Regions from separate parts of the Canis lupus genome. Here region 2 is linked to region 1. Evidence: chromatin contacts called from public Hi-C data. All regions are on one chromosome and are shown on one strand. Each heading gives the region's core, a stretch centred on a gene start, on an enhancer-like site or on the middle of the called end of the contact. The rest is flanking DNA. Distances are from core to core; before and after follow the strand shown. Region 1 overlaps CLNK (cytokine-dependent hematopoietic cell linker). Region 2 has its middle 15 kb from the start of ZNF518B.

Region 1 (2,700 bases), core at 85-2,584:
TAATAGTAGTGTCAACACCAAATCACAAGTGGTAGTAAATCTAAAAACAGATCTCTGAGGGGGAAAAAGTATGAGAACAAATTTGAAGGGCTGACGCTATCCTACTTCCAGATATATACTATAAAGCTCTGGTAACCAGGGCAGTGCAGTATTGGTGAAAGAACAAACGCAGCAATGGAACAGAATGGAGAGCCCAGAAATAGACCCATATTTAGTCAACTGATCTCTGACAAAGCAGCGGAGGTCATCCGATGGAGCAAAGACTGTCCTTCCAGCAAACAGTGCTGGAACAACTGGACATCCTCTTGCAAAAAAAAGGAAGGAGAAGGAAAGAAAGAAGAAAGAGAAAGAAAGGAAAGAAGGAAGGAAGGAAGGAAGGAAGGAAGGAAGGAAGGAAGGAAGGAAGGAAGGAAGGAAGGAAGGAAGGAAGGAAGGAAGGAAGGAAGAAAGAAAGAAGAGAGAGAGAAAGAGAGAAAGAAAGAAAAAGGAATTAATCTAAACACAGGCCTTACTCCTTTACAAAGATTAACTCAAAATGGATCGGAGACCTAAATTAAAAATTGAAACTATAAAACTAGAAGATAACACAGGAGAAAACCTCGATGACCTTGAGCATGGTGATACCTTTCTAGCCAACAACACCAAAGGCACGACCCATGAGACAAATCATCGATGAGCTGGACTTCCTGAAAATTACAAACTTCTGCTCTGGGAAAGACAATGTCAAGAGAAGAAGACAAATCACAGCCCTGTGGAGAATATCTGCAAAAGACACGTCTGATAAAGGACTGTTGTCCAAAATATACAAAGAGCTCATAAAGCTCAACAATAAAAAAAAAAGAAACAGTCCAATTAAAAAATGGGCCAAAGACCTCAACAGACACATCACCAAAGAAGATATACAGATAGCAAATAAGCCTATGGAAGGATACTCCACATCATACATCAATCACCAGGGGGAGACGAATTCAAACAATCATGAGATAGTACCACACACCTATAAGAATGGCCAAAACCCACAGAATCCACAACCCCAAATGCTGGTGAAGATGCAGATGGACAGGAGTGCTCACACATCGCCGGTGGGAATGCAAAAGAGCACAGCCACTTGGAAGACAGTTTGGCGGTCTCTGATAGAACTGAACGTGTACGTGAAATCATTTATTTTTCAGTAATGGCTGTGTTTCACAACCGCATTGCAAACAAAGCAAAACAAAGACCACAAATAGGCCTTGTGATCCTTTCTTCTCCAGGATGCTTTGCTTTAACTTCGCAGAACCCTGCAAGGTGGACAATTTCTTCACGATTTCTCCCTAAGAAGCTACAGAGGTAACAGTCAAACCCAGTGCATCAGTTCTACAGCCGCGCTGCGCTCACCTCACCACGTTACCTCCGAAGCAGCAATAAATTTTGCGGCGGAAGTGGAATCAATCTTGTGGCAGGACCAAGAGCAAATGAGGACACTCTGTGGGCAGATGGTGCTAATTACACAGATGGCCACCAGATGGCGAGCACGCCAGCCTCCTCCTCCTCCTGAAACCCACTTGATTGAATTTCAAGAAGGAAAGGACCACACAGAAAAACCGTGCGTGTGTCTTCTTATGTCACAGATAGGGAGTTTTCCTAGCATTTGAGATTATCTGTGTGCTTCACAAGGAGAGTAGATTGCCATTCCCCCTCTAATTTTCCATTGCACAATAATGCTAGTAACTGGCTGTGAGTTACAGGCCACATACCTGAAGCACTAACCCATGTATCCCACACACAGATTCCAGTGGAGTGTGAGTATCTATTTCTCACTTTTCCAGATGAGAAAACTCAGCCATCCCTCAATCCTTTTGCTTATTTCACAAATATTTATTGAGAACTTGCTATGCTCTTGCCCGTAGTAGGTACAGAATCAAGATTCAAATTCCAAAAACTCTACTCCATATATTTCATCTTCTTCTATTATCCCAAATACCCGAGCTATTATGACTTTATTAAGCAACCCCCCCTCCCAAAACCAAGCTGGTTGGATTTTATGAATTGATGATGACATGGTACGTTGCCTATTTGATCCAGTTTTCTCACTTGTAGAATTCCTGAAATTCACGCTTACCTGCTAATCTGTAGGATTTCAGTTATCTAAGCAATGCACAAGTGAAGCTTGACAGCACCAATGATTACTAATACACATATCGGATAGAACCAAAATCTCTGCTGCTGTCGCTGATATCATATACAAGATTTTTTAAGTGAGGGGGCAAAACTAAGTGATGCCACAGAAAATGTGAAATTATAATGAAGACACAGGACACATGAACACTGTACCCAAAAGACAAAGCTCCTACCATAGCCTATAAGATGGCAGGTGATCTAGGCACTCTCCTACCTCCACAACCACCACTCACTCAAGCCGCACCTCCTTCTTGTTCATCTCACCTCAGGGCCTTTGCACTTGCTGTTCCCTCTGTCGGGAAACGCCTGCCCTCACAATCATGTGATGGGCTCCCTTACTTTTCTTGGGCCTCTGTTTTCATCACTTAACCAGAAAGACTTTCTGGGATCTGCCTATAAAACAGCCAACCCGCTCCCCCTTTTCTCTTGCATGACAGATGGAGAAGTCTTCATGGTCCTACTTTCTCCCTCATTCTGTAGCATTTTTCTTTGGAGCATTTGTCATCACCTGTCATTGTCATTGTATACTTGTATTTGTTT
Region 2 (2,700 bases), core at 138-2,637, 64 kb after region 1:
TAAAAGTACCCAGTTAAGCCAAACTCTCCGTTTTGCCTCGGCAACTGGCAATACATCAGTTGGTGGCTGCTTTGTCAGCATGGCTGATGTCAAGGAGCCAAGTTCTTGGCAATCCATGGTGGACATATGGCATAAGTGGAAAATAAACCTAGGTCTTTTTTAAAACACTGAGATTTGGAGGTTGTTCATTGCTACAGTATAACCTAGCCCGTCCTAACTGATGCAATAGCTAAATCACCTGGGGCTCTCAATCTGGGCATCTCTTAAGTCTTCTACAAAGTTAACTCATCTAATGTTCATATCCTATTATTACCCTCATCATATCATAGATGAGAAAACTTAGAAATGAAAGAGTAGAGGAACCGTTAAGGGTAGATATTTGGACCTGGGGATTCCAAGTCTGCTTTCATGCCCTGGTCATTCAAACCAAGATGGTAGGCACTCAACCATTAGAGAGTGTCTGGTGAGTGCCAGGCCCTCTCCTTAGATGAACAAGACAAGCCAATAATTTCTTTGATCGTGTAGGATAATGAGAAGACCCAAATACACAAATGATTGCAGTTTGTCAGGAAGAATGTAAACACAGAGATGAGCTAGGGTGCGGGGAGGTGACGGCTGTGGGAGATTCAATCGTTAGAAAGACTTCTAAGAAAGGGGGGGGAGCGGTTTGCAGGGATCCCTGGGGGCTCAGCGGTTTGGCGCCTGCCTTCGGCCCAAGGCTGATCCTGGAGTCCCGGGATCGAGTCCCGCGTCGGGATTCCTGCATGGAGCCTGCTTCTCCCTCTGCCTATCTCTCTCTCTCTCATGAATAAATAAAATCGAAGGAAAAAAAAAAAGGGCGGGGTTTGAGCTGAGAGGAGAAAGACCAGAGATGTCCCAGACAGAAGGAACAGATGCTAGGACCGTGGGACAAGAGAAGCCCCATGCATGAGCCCTGCAAGGGGGAACCAGCGCTGCAGAGCACAGGAATGAGAAGCCAGGACGAGATGCTGTCGAAGGTCAGGTCCCGCAAGGACTCTTCAGCTGGGGAGTGGCTCCAGCTCCAGCCGTGTGCGCTGTGGAAGGATGCTCTGGATGCTTCAGCACGGATGAGGGTGGAGGCAGGGAGGTGAGGCGGCTGGCTATCACCGCAGCCTAGAACTACCTGCCCTCATCCATCCTTTCTCAACACACGGGCGTCCACTGCATGTGGCTAGATCGCAGCCTGAGCCACGAGCGACCTGAGTTGGGGTACACCGCCCCCCCCCAACTCCCTACCTTGCTCCGCGCATCCCGCGCTGGGCCGCGGACGCTGCGTCTGACGGCGGTGAGCGCTCCCCTTCTGCGCTCCGTTTCGCGCCTGCCTCGGGAACCTCTTCGGGGACGCCCTGTCCTATTCAGGCTTTGGCTCCCCCTGGTCCAAGTCCAAGCAAGGCGCGACGCTGGCGGCTCAGGCCGGCCTGGCCATGGAAGCCGGGTCTGTTTCGGGCCTGGCATATGCCAACCCTGGCGCGTCCGCGAGGAGCAAAACAGCCACGACACGGACACGACACGTGCGCAGGTGGAACTCAACAGCCCGGCGGCGGGGGCGCGCGCGGACTTGTCAGTCTAGGCAAACGCCAAGAGTGGGAGGCTGTGAGTCATCAGGAACCCCCTCGACCCACTCTACTGGTCCCCAGGTAGGCATCTGCCTTTGCTTAAATTAAATACCAACTTTGCAAACGCTGGTCGCGAGAGCGCACGCGGCCGGGCAGGGGGCAGGGAGTCCCCCGTGATCTAGCCTGCGCGCCGTCTCCACCCCCGCCGCTCCCGCGGCCTCGCAGAAACCGGAGCAAAGCAGCACACCTGGAAGAAGTCCGGCGGGAGGAGGGCGCGGGGCGGGCAGCGCCAGCCGCCAGGTGAGCGCCGAGCTGCCCGCGCCGGTAGAGCTCTACAGGCGCGGACCGCAGGGCCGGCCGCGCAGCGACGCCACCGGCCGCCGGCGGTACTGCAGCGCTCCCGGTCGCGGCCGCGGGGCGGGGGGCGGGGGGCGGGGAGGCGTCCAGGCTGCCTCGAGTGGCTCCACCGGCCGCGCATGCCCGGTGCGCTGCTCGCGGCTGCGGCCGCCCCACCGCGCGGTCCCGCGGGGCTCCGGAGGCGGCTGAGCCGGCGAGTGCCGCCCGCAGCGCCGCCCGGTGGCACGACTCTGGAGTTGATAAAAGCGTCTCAGAGACGGGCAGTAACTAGCCCAAGGTCACACAGCCCGCGCAGAAGAATAATGGGATTGGGATTCGGACTCTGCAGCCTCCTCCCTCTGCGCCCCAGGAATGGGAGGAGCAGGGAGCTTGAGTATCTTGGTAGTCCTATAGGACCGTGGGGACCCTGAGCAAAGAGGCCTTTCTCCCTCCTTCACAGGTGAGCCAACAAAGGCTCAAAGAAGTTACTGGATACGCCTGAAATATTTTAAACAAACAAAAGCCACTTCTAGGGTTTCCTGTTGATGCTGTCTTGAAATGCCTGAGTTTACAAGTCTTTGTCCGCCCCGCCCCCTCGCTCCCCCGCAACTAGCCCGAAGTTCCAAACCTGGTTGTTAGAGACCTGGTCTTTTTCTTTAGGCGCATTGAGGCCGAGTACCTTCCTCCAAGCCACAGGGTCCTCACTGACAGAATCCCGGTGAATGACCCCTTAAGATCACAATTTCGAAGTGCCCAGGATGATCTAGGGCCGCACTGTACTTCCTTC

Evidence for each region. A called contact is a pair of places that touch in the nucleus more often than the background predicts.
Region 2: a Hi-C map of blood shows a contact between it and region 1, with 1.7 times the contacts expected there. The contact joins two enhancer-like sites. A contact is called at or near these places in 2 of 9 Hi-C or Micro-C datasets (amygdala and blood).

What each region holds. Positions count from the first base shown.
Region 1 is chr3:69,610,512-69,613,211 of UU_Cfam_GSD_1.0, forward strand. All of the region lies in intron 7 of CLNK (cytokine-dependent hematopoietic cell linker), which reads left to right. Among named protein-coding and RNA genes, the nearest start is that of ZNF518B, 79 kb to the right of the region's middle. Within about 2 kb of position 1,335, at least 2 of the 20 cell types and tissues checked have an H3K27ac peak or open chromatin away from gene starts, as enhancers often do. A contact at or near this core is called in blood, where this site is marked.
Region 2 is chr3:69,674,889-69,677,588 of UU_Cfam_GSD_1.0, forward strand. No RefSeq gene overlaps it. Among named protein-coding and RNA genes, the nearest start is that of ZNF518B, 15 kb to the right of the region's middle. Within about 2 kb of position 1,388, at least 8 of the 20 cell types and tissues checked have an H3K27ac peak or open chromatin away from gene starts, as enhancers often do. A contact at or near this core is called in blood, where this site is marked.